Regions from separate parts of the Zea mays genome. Here region 2 is linked to region 1. A link is a contact called in public Hi-C data. All regions are on one chromosome and are shown on one strand. The core of a region is the stretch at or near the end of the contact, and the rest is flanking DNA. Distances in the headings are between cores, read along the strand shown.

The links. Hi-C and Micro-C count contacts between places; a contact is called where the count stands out from the background.
Region 2: a contact with region 1 is called in a Hi-C map of leaf, with 7 times the contacts expected there. The contact joins the promoter of LOC100285179 here to the promoter of LOC100274167 in region 1. A contact is called at or near these places in 4 of 25 Hi-C or Micro-C datasets (ear, endosperm, leaf and 1 more).

Annotation. Positions count from the first base shown.
Region 1 is chr1:21,624,179-21,629,695 of Zm-B73-REFERENCE-NAM-5.0, forward strand. It overlaps LOC100274167 (putative RING zinc finger domain superfamily protein), which reads right to left and starts at 3,135. Exons shown (of 2, transcript NM_001148542.1): 1 at 2,648-3,135; 2 at 1,174-2,055. The coding sequence starts at 2,875. The coding sequence ends at 1,465. It overlaps LOC100285938, which reads left to right and starts at 3,099. Exons shown (of 5, transcript NM_001158827.2): 1 at 3,099-3,893; 2 at 4,205-4,274; 3 at 4,407-5,003; 4 at 5,126-5,517. The coding sequence starts at 3,844. LOC103632029 (Syntaxin/t-SNARE family protein) reads left to right here. Exons shown (of 5, transcript XM_008653883.4): 5 at 1-456.
Region 2 is chr1:21,907,352-21,912,868 of Zm-B73-REFERENCE-NAM-5.0, forward strand. LOC100285179 reads right to left here and starts at 2,453. Exons shown (of 4, transcript NM_001195985.1): 1 at 2,341-2,453. The coding sequence starts at 2,420.

The DNA.
Region 1 (5,517 bases), core at 1,885-4,384:
CAATGGCCCAGTATAAATTAGTGGTGCAGTGGGCTGGCGATCATGCTGCTAGCAACCGAAATTGCAAGACTTGTATCATACATCAACGCTATTGCTTTTACCGCCTGACACGGAAGGGTGGTGATCATGCATCAATGCTATTGCTTTTACTGCCTGACACAGAAGGGTGTCATTTTTTTTTTGTAGGAGTTGCCATCTGAACTGTAGAGCTCCATAGGGGATAGGTTCTGATCGGAATGTGAATGGCACTAGAAAATTACTTTTACTGTATCTGCTTGTGTTGTCAAGAACCGAATGAGGTGCCTGGCAGCCTTGTCTGTACCCTGTACACTAAAATTGGAGAATGTTGAAGCCCTCGGCAGTAATCGGCTGGACTTGTAAGGTGCCAGTGTGTGTTGAGCCTGCATATTACGGCTAAATTCGGTGAAGATTATAGCACTTTACTGTGCATCCTAATGTCAAAGCCCCCAACCAATCTTTGGTATTCCAAACCCCGAAGTCCGAAGGAAACCATTTTTGGTCGAGTCCTCTTACAGATTCGTGTTTATGAGAAATCATGATTCGGCTTCTGTAGCATAAATAACTGGCAGCTTCTGCATGGCCTCGAACAAAAGGAAGCTCACTCGTCAGCTGGCGGAGCCGCGGAGCACGGGACCAAAGCTCTCCCCTAGCACCGGTAGGATAGGACCGTAGGAGCCACCGTACCCCATTGCTTGACCCCCTTGCGATCGGCAAATGTTGAGCTCCCGAGGGTTCACGACTCTCGAGCAAGATCAAGCTCAGGCCGCGGAACAATGGGCTGGAGCCTCTCAAACCCTCCGACACGTCGCCATGTGCCGATGTTGTCATGGTGAAGCGACAGCGATTGGCAAGGCGACGGCTTGTTGACGAGAACAGACCAACTGCTAGCGTAGTAGCGTTGGACAGATCGATCTCGACTGAATGCTTCAAATTCCATATCTCATGTAAAAAGGGATAAGAAATAAGTTCAGAGTGTTTTTCGAAAAAAATAATAATAATGATGATGCTTTTGGAAGAAATCAGCTCAGAGAGAGAAATGTAAAAGCTGGTGACACTGACATTGACTCCTTCAGCCTAGTATTTTGCAGAGCATTTTTAACCGCATCATAGCGAAGTCATGTTCCTCGCCCTACATAACAAGAAGCATGCAGTAACAACTGAAATTCAGACATCAGAACATTATCATTAGTAGTACAGGATCATTTGCGTGATCCCTCGCTACATACACACAAAAGGGTGCTTTCTAAGCTATACTGCTACTAGCCTCCACTCGCACACAACACCATAAACCTCTCTGAGTGACACAACACAAAATATTCAGGATATTAGAAATTACATGTCGCCATAGGAGCACCGGATTAACTGGCATGCCCACAACAGCGAATTTTACAACAGTGAAACTCCATGGTGGTTATAAGCTTACTCTGAACTAAGGGTTTGTCGTCAGGATCGTGACCGTATGTTCGTTCGACAGTATGGGCAGTCTGCACATTTCCGCGCCCATGGCTCCAAGCATGTCGAGTGGAACCTGTGCCCACAGCGCAACCTTATCAGCTCATCTCCATCGTAAAATCCATCAAGGCAAATAGAACATTCAGGCGATGCCTCTCTGCTATCATCTTTGCTAGCCTCAAAAATCTCGACCTGCAGACGCAGGAAAGCTGCCTTGGTAAGTCCGGTTGACCGGTTGGAGTGAGTGGAACCGACGGTTGGTCTTTCTTCATCTGATTCACTGCTTGGGTGGAACGACGATGAGTGGTGCCGATTTTCTTCATGCCGTGCTTCCCTGTTTCTGAAGTCGATGATTCTGAATACATCGCTAGCTGAAAATTCATCTAATGAGATGGATGGCCTGGACACAGATGAACCAAGAGAAATGCCTCTGAGTCTCTCCAGGACACGCGCTTGTGCTTGCAGTACAGCACCAGGAAGCCGCTCATTTGTCCTGAACATCAGCCTATCAAGTCTGTTCCTCCGAGCTGCAGAATCCCCAACCCCAAGGTTGTTGTTGTCTATGTACGATAAGATCTGATCCTGCAGACAGCAAAACAGAGAAATAATTTCATCTGATGGCACATCACAAACAATGAGGATGAAAATGGTAGCCCATGGCAGGACTCCTGAAATGAAGCTGGGTTGGTACTTGGTATAGACTATATGGTTATAGACAACACTAGGGCAAATGTGTGCACCAGTTTGTTTATGGTTTTAAGTTACAACTACACATAGCCAACAACCCAAATACCAAATTACATGGATGACGAATCAATTATTTCTAGTAGAATTCGAAGGATAAAGAAGCTTGGTTCAGAATCTCAGATAGGATTACAATCCGGTACAATTTCACCAATCAGATCGTTGAAGTTTAACCCAAGTATGTTATCAAAAACAAAAGTTCCACACTAACAAGTGCAAGTGCGTAATCCCTATTGATACCCATTTCCCGAGCTATGTAATTATGATATTAAAATCGGCATTTCCGGTCATCATTGAATTTCGCGGGAGCCGAATCCTAATAGCGTCCACGAATTCTATAAGCCAACGCCGGAGATTCTCCGATCCAGCCACAACACAACGGATACGACAATAATCAATCGGGAGAGAGACTGGGGCGAGGGATCCTCACGGTGTACGACCCGCGGCGACGCGGTGGCGGGGCCCCGGTGTGCAGGTGCTGCCGCACGTCCCCGGCGGCGTCGAGCTGGCGTCGCGGGCGGCACCCGCGGCGCCGGTGCCGGGCGCCAAGTCCGTGCTGGTCCCGGAGCGCGTCGGCGTGCGGATCCAGGTCGAGGTCGGAGAGGCGGGCCCCACGGGCGGCACGGCGCGCGGTGAAGAGCTCGGAGGCGCTCGTCATGCCGGTACCGGATGAGGCGCGCGTGGCGGTGCCCTGCGCTGCGCCAGCGCGAGACAGAGATTTGGGGTTTGGTGGATTGGATTAAGTTTACGTGACCTCCCTCCTTTTAATGCGGCTATCTGCTGACCCTTGCTTGTTTTTTTGGTGTGGGGAGGGGAGACGAGTGGATGAAGCTGCGAGGAGGCACTGTGGCGTGGCGTGGCGTGGGACGGACGACGGATGCCAAGAGCCCATGACCAGCGTACGGTGACGGCGACGGGTGCCCGCGCTGGATTGGAAATTTCAGTGGTCGCACGCGTATTTGTTTGGGAGTTTCGTCGACGTCGACCAGTCCAGTCATGGCCGGCTGTTGGAGCTTCAAGGGGACCGGGGACGGCAACCGGCAAGTCCCGCAAGATCTTGGCCGATCTGCTTCGCTGGGCCTTAGGCCTGTACTGAATGGGCCGTGAACCGAGATCATCCTTGTAGGGAAAAGTTGTCCAAGCCCAAGCTTTCTCAAAAAGAAAAGTCCAAACCTGAGCTGCACGTATCTGTATCTGGCATGTATACTGAGCGTGCAGGCATACCCAGCGTACGAAGCGAAGTGACGCACGGTTCAGTACCCCCACGCAAGAGAAGTCCACGGAAAACGACGGCAGATAATTGGAGGCAAGGTGTTTTCCAGCTACGCGCCAAAGGAACAATCCCCCCAGATTGGTGGGGCTCCCGCTTCGTTTTATCCATCATCCACGGCAGGCGTGCGATGGCGCCATTGTGTGGCCTGGCTTCCGTTCCGCCCGCCGAGGCCAGTGTGGCAGGCAGCTCCCGCGCGAGCGCGAGCGCGATCCAGAGGCTGGCGCACCTGCGTCACTCGCTCCGCGCTGCCGCGATCTCCTCTGACGTCGAAGTCGCCCGGGGGATGACACAGGGGGAAGGGGTGGTGTGGGAGGGGTGAACAGGAGCTCGGTGACTTTTGTGAGGGCCGCCAGATGGAGGAGCGCCGGCTCGACACGCCGGCGATGAGGAGAATCAGCGAGTGGTATATACGTTCCTAGCTTCTCCTACCATCCCTGCTGCGTCTCCTTGCTCTACTTTTCATTAATTGGCATGTTGCTGCTGCTGTTTCGCATTTGATTCGATGAGTTCGTGTCCGTAACCGGCGCTGATAGCTTGTTCAGTCCGATTTTGAACTGAAAACAAACAGCTATCGTCATTAAGCTAGCAACACGTGACCTGTGCTTTCAGATCTTCACGTCTTTTACCCGCTGAACCGCTCGCTCTAGCCAAACCCTGCAAATGAAGTTTTGCGGAGTTTGAGGCTGGCTCTTTTGCTTCGCTTGATTGTTGCAGGATTCTTTCACTAGAGTTCCCAAGCGATATTACCATCCAGGTTGGGGAGGCGACCTTCAACTTGCACAAGGTAAATACTATACTCCTCCTATATATGAATCACGTCACAGCGCTTCCGTATCATAGTTCCATTCCATGCGTGTTCTTGGATCGTATAGAAAGCTTGGGTTCTGACTGGCGGTGCGAACGCTGCTGCGTGCAGCTCCCGTTGGCATCGAGGTGCGGCTACATAAGGGAGCAGGTGTCGGGGATCAATGGCTCCAGGGTCACCCACATCGACATCACGGGCTTGCCGGGCGGCGCCGCGGCGTTCGAGCTCGTCACCAAATTCTGCTACGGCGAGAACTTCGAGCTCACGGAGGACAACGTCGCCATGCTGCGGTGCGCCGCCGAGCACCTGCAGATGACCGACGACGACAGCAGGGGCGGGAACCTGGCCGGCAGGACCGAGGCCTACCTGGAGGCCGTGGCGCTGATGAGCCTCGCGGGCGCGGTCACCGTGCTCCGGAGGTCGGAGGACCTCCTCCCGGTGTCCGAGGAGGTGGACCTCGTCGGCAGGTGCGTCGACGCCATCGCCTACTTCACCTGCAACGACAGTCAGTTCAGCATGTCCAACGGTAACGGCATGGACGTGTCGTCGTCCAAGGTCATCATCGATGATTGGTTGGCTGACGAGCTCACGTCGCTGCGGATTGACACGTTCCAGAGAGTCGTAATTGCCATGAAGGCGAGGGGGTTCAAGGGCATTGCTCTGGGCACGCTCATCATGCTCTATGCGCAGAAGTCGCTGCGAACGCTGGTGAGCTCAACCGTGCAATGTGCATCTGCATCTGTCTACAAGTACAGGAAGATCTCATTTGGTACATGATCACCACAGTTCTTACCTACACCAGCTGATAATTTGCTGAGCTTGTGTTGCAGGACACACACGGAAGGGAGAAGCAAAAGATGGAGCCGAGGCAGGAACACGAGAAGCGTGTGGTGCTTGAGACCATCGTGACTCTGCTGCCCAAGGAGAGGAACTCCATGTCCGTGAGCTTCCTCTCGATGCTGCTTCGAGCAGCGCTGTGCCTGGACACGACCCTGGCGTGCCGGCTCGACCTCGAGAAGCGGATGGCCGCGCAGCTCGGGCAGGCCGTGCTCGACGACCTCCTGATCCCGATCTTCTTGCCCGACGCCGGCAACACGTTCGACGTCGACGCGGTCCAGAGGATCCTGGTCGGGTACCTGGAGCACGAGGCCGAGGCGGACCGGCTGGACTACAACACCGACGACGACTTCACCTCGACGGCGTCGCCGCCCAACGACGTCGG
Region 2 (5,517 bases), core at 1,203-3,702, 280 kb after region 1:
GATTACCATATGGAAATCAATTGTTACTATTGTTTACACAATTCGAGGGTGGAAATGGAGATCTATGGCATTGTATTACTGTAAAAGTAATTTGTCAGCATATGACGCTAAACATCTGGCTTTCCAAACTGAGGATGCTAATCTATACTGTTCCTAAACTGAAAAGCAATATCCAACCAAGCATTTGTCAAGACAATAATAATGCATGTTAACCTAAAAGAACCTTATTTACAACAATAGGCCAATACATGGAGGAAATTGACATGAAACTCTAAATGAAGAATCCTAGAATCAGTTCTAGCGCTTTGAGTTCCTCTTCTATTTGTTTCTCTCCGTAGTTATGACTAGTTTGCCCCCAAAAGTATGGTTCTCTTTGGTACCCATGCAGCTGTATCTTGAATTCTTGATATGAACCTAGGAAAAGCATAAACTCTCCTCTCTAACCAAGGCTGAAGGAAACCATAATGGGCAGTATCATGCAAGTATTTATTATAATATCTGAGTGGATTCAACAAGAACACATTGAAAAAAGCATCTTGGATAGCATGAACACTGAGGGAGGCTATAAACTCTGGAAATATATAATTTTGTAGGCACTAAAAGTTCGATGAAAGTATCATAGCTGTATTGGATTCATGGTGAATAGTGCTTAATACCTCCAGAGGATAAACTTAAGCATAAACCTACAGTGCCAACTACATAAAACACAATAACTCAGATCATTTCTAACTGAAATAAAAGAAAATCAGTCAGATTCTAAAGAACAACACGAGGGTTCAAAGGCAGCATTAAAGAAGCAAGGGAAAAGAAAGCAAAAGAAGCGATGGGTCACCTGACTTCATTCCCATCGTCCTGAAAGGTATCCGGATTCGATCCAAGCTTCATGAACTTCATCTTGAACAAGAAAGAAGAGCCGCGCAGCTTCACGCTCTTCTAGACCAAATGCTCACACGGAGACCAGACCACCACCACCACTACCAGTTGTAAGAAGCAAGAACTGCACAGCACAGCAGCACTATCCCATACTTGTCCGCAGCATCAACGGCAAACGGCCCAGAGCAGCGAAGTAGCAGTGCACAAGAACAAGTTGCTGCTGCGCCGAGAAGACCGAATATTACAACGTGCCGGAGCCCGGCCAGGAGAGAGATCGCTCGTACAACGAAACCAAACAAATAATGGGATCGGTTCAGACGCAGCAACAGCGCTCTCGTGCTTGAAGCGCACTCCAGCCCTCCCCCCCAACCTACTTATGCGGCCGGTGCCGCTGCTGCTATCGTAGGCAGTGAGGCCAGGAGGGGAGAGCAGGAGCACAAGTACCTCAGGAGAAGTAAACAATATGGAGTGAGAGAGAGGGGGGCAGTGAGCCAGAGGAGGGACACCCACAAAGCACAAAGCTGACACACCCCCACCTCCCCCTGCTGCTGCTTGTTTAATTGCGTGTCCTTGTTGATCTGGGAAAAAGATTAGTATAATAGGTATAATAGTTCCTTGCACCCTCCAGTCCAGCTCTCTTCACTCCCTCTTCTCATAAGAAAAAAATACTGCCAAGATTCAGAGGGGATCTTGCGTCCAATGCGTTGTCATATTATTAAGCAACTAGTAGTAGTCCACATTCCTCGCCACAGCGTACCGTTCCCCGAGTATGATCTCTCAACGGTCTCTGCGGCAGCAACGGCAAAAAAAAAAAAAAAAAAAAAAAAACAAACGTTAGTGGCACGGCACTGTGAGCAAGTTGAGGCAGGCAGGAGACACCGACCATCTGTTTTAAATGCGATACGGGGAGGAGGCAACGGAGAGACCAAGAACCACTTGCTCACTCTGGTTTGTGCGCTCGTGCGGGCGAATCTTATCGCCAGCACGCCAAGATCTCTCGCAGTTTTGTTGCCGCCGAGGCGAGGCCGGTGAGAACGACGAGGGAAAGAGTGGCGCACGCTGTCTCTAATACAGTATACTAGTACTACGTGGGGACTGGGGAGGGGAGGGGAGGGGAGAGGCCACACGCCAGAGGAGGCGAGTGAACAACAATAATAATAATAAACGAATCAGAAACCATCAACGACGGGCATGGGCAGGCTGCGCAAGCGCGTCACAACGTGAGAGCCATGAGGGCATGTGGGCGGCGGCATCGCATGGCATGGCATCGAGGGTTTATAGCAAACCAGAGGGAAGGCAACAAAACAGGCTAGTAGACAACAAGCAGGGCACGCAAGAACAAAGGCAAAGCGGAGGGCAGCATTCAGGCATGAGCCGAGAAAGAGCAGAACAGTGTGAGACCCACCCCAGCTCCCGAGCAATGGAGAGCCACTCTGCCCCCCCAACACCAAGAACGTAGTGCCCTACCCGGCACACCCGCCCGGGGAAGACGAGCCGGAGCCAGATGCGGCCACGCAAGTGTGTGCATGCGCCGGTCGCGTGCACATGCGGCTGTCCCTCTGCCCGCGCCCGCGCTCGTGGTTTGGGAGTTGGGACCGGGACTGGGGAGAAAGACGGTTGTTTGGCGAGGGAGGGCAATGAGCTAGCAGACCTCAGTGGGCTTGCAGGTGTCCTTCTCTCTCTCTCTCTCTCTCCTCCCATCGGCCCCCTCCAATGGCAGTGCTGCTGGACTCAGGAGGCGGCCCCCAGCATGCCACCCTCCTCTCCTCTCGAGCACCCACGCCGGTCGGCCGGCCAGCCACCTTCTGAAGCCGGAGAAGTGATGCAACAGCGAAACAGAAAGTGGAGGACTAGGAGGATCGATCGGTAAAGAAAGAAAGGAGCAAGAGCCCTCACCCTTTGACGGAAGATGCCAAGAAGAAGGAGGAGGAGGAGGCAGGGAGCAGCGAACCCTTTGATGGAATGGAAGGCTTTCCTGCTCGCCTTTGCCCTGTTTGCTCTCTAGTAGTAGTAGCTCGTTGCACTCTCCGCCCGCTTTGAATGAAGAGGGGAACTGAAAGCACGCACCCACCCTGCGTCCCTGCGCGCCACCCGCCACACCTAGCTTGCTTTCCTGCTGCAAGTGCAGGGTGGCCGGCCGGCAGTCCGTGTGTAATTGTATGCTACGCGGTACGGGTCTCCGTCTTTCCAGCTGCACGCACGCTACAGTACATGGAATGGAATGCGCAGAGGAGTAGCCAGCCGTGCACTCGTCTCCTTTGTCTGGTGCAATGCAATAGATTACACCAGCTGGTAGATCAGTTTGAACCCGAGGGGCGCCGGCGGGCCGGATTTGGGTGGGGTCTTAATTTCAAACCGTCTGGAACTCGTGTCTCCTTTGACGACGAGGATAGTTTTCCAGTCGTTCCTCCGCGTTCGATTCGATCCACAGATGAATCAGAAATGGAAGCATCTGCGCCAGCAGCTAAGCCCGCTGTGTTCGGTTCGGTTCGGTTCATTCAGAAGAAAGAGCTCGGCCGTGACGCGAAGGGGTACGGCCATGGAACAAGAGGAAAACACCGGCATGCACGCCTTTTCAGTTAATCAGGCCACGGTCGACATAAAACCAGGGGCGTCAAGACCTTAATCATCTCCGATCAAGAGGAAAACACCGGGCGGCATGCACGCCTCTGCCTCTGATAAAGCTACCCCGCCTTTCTTTTAAGGCGATCGAGGCGCGCCGAGAGATCTCTTTTGCGCACGGCACGCTCGCGGCGACCCCCGACGAAAGCGAGTGCCGCCGCCGTGGCCCCGACGACGCGTGTGCGCGCGTGACAGCAGGCAGACAGACGTCGCAAAGCGAGGCGCGGCGTGTGGTTTTCCGGCGTCGTCGGTGTGGGGGGCGTGTGGTTTTCCGGCCACTTTGACGGCATGCATGCATGCATGGCATGGCCGTGACCGTGAGCCGTGCGGGAGTGCGTACGTCGTGGGGCGAGGGCGGCCAGGTCACTAGGTCAGGCTCAGTCATGCGCGTAGTAGTCAGTGGTTTCCTAGCTTCATTATCTGCAGACAATGCATGCGCTAACGGGCAACGGCAGCAGGCTCGACCTCACCTGTGTCGCGGTCGCGGATGAATCGGACCTTGGGTGGGACCGGGCTCTCGTCTCCGTCTACCTCCACCTCCATCACTGTTTTAGATTAGGGATGTAGCTTTGGGAAGCACACAATATAGCAATAGCATTAATTGGGTAGCTACTAGTATGCATATAGCGAAATACTATGGGCGTAGTAGCCGGTACACGTAGCAGCGAAATAAAGTCAAAGACTATATATACCCCCCACAGTAGGGCTGCGAGATCGGTTTTCAACGTAACAGAACAGGCGCAGTGCACACAACGTCAGTGTGTGGCATGCGAGCACGTAGCCGTAGCTCATGATGACGGCCCCCGGCCCAGTATGTGTTATAAATAAATGCGACACAAATAAGATCAATCATAGAGAAGACACGGATTTAACGTGAAAAACCCCTCCAAAATGAAGGGGAAAAAATCACGGGCGCCGGCCGGCAACTTCTGACTATTTTCGAGTGGTTACAGATCGCAAGAGATTTATAATTGAGATAGATATCTTCTGCGGCTTATAAAGATATTTATAGAGGTGAAACCCTAAAACGAATTTGGCCGCCTTCTTCAGAATTTGGATCACAAACTGGAGCTACTAGTCGTCGACGGAGACCCGGCAAGGATCGGTTCTTTTGAGGAGGCGGCTGCTGCCGCCGGGACTGGAGGCTGGAGGCTGGAGGTGAGTGAGTGAGGCGTGCCGTGCTCGCTCTGCCCGCGACAGCCTATTATGATGTCGCGCTTCACGAAGCAGCCGCTGCTCTCTGCCTCCGCCCTCCTCTCTTTTCCCCCTCCCTTTTTCCCGTACCGTACGTACGTGCTCCTAGTCCTAGGCGAACTCGAGAGCGGCCTCCTCGTTGGTCTGTCTCTCTCTCTCTATCCACTCGCACGCAGCCAGAGACGGGCACGCGCCGCGGCGTGCATGGTGCGTCGCACTCTCGCGCACAGTGCAAAAAAGCCGTCCGTACGCCGCCGGCCCGGACGGGTTTTCTAGTTCCTTCTGACGCCCGACGCCCCTAGTAGCTAGTCTAGCCCCCGTTTCCCGCCTGTTGTTTTGTCGCTCGGGATGACCGACGGCCATGGTTTCGTACCCGCACCAACCATCATCAGCTGCTAGCTCTTGACGCCAAACATGTCCACACGTTCTACGAGCACGACCCACGACCAGGAAGGAGGAGGCGGCTGGGCTGGAGGGGGATCCTCCGAATCCCATGATGGCCTGCGCTAGCTGCTGCTGCCTGTGCGCGCGGGCATCTCGCCATAATAAGTGCACATTGAAAGTTTGGCTGGCGCACAACGACCATCCGAGAGACCTGCCGTGCGTTGCGTTGCGTTTCCTTGCAGTACGCACGGGAGAATCGTATGGCAAAAGGCAGCAGCGTGTGTGTACGGACGGGCAAGAGTTGTCACATCACTTTTGTCACTATTGCTGCTGCTGTATTCTATGCTATATGTTTGCCTTGCATATATCTATCCCTAACGGCAGAGAGAAACGTACGCCACCGTATCCTTCTTCTCAATAACTTGGACAGATCCTACTAGGGGA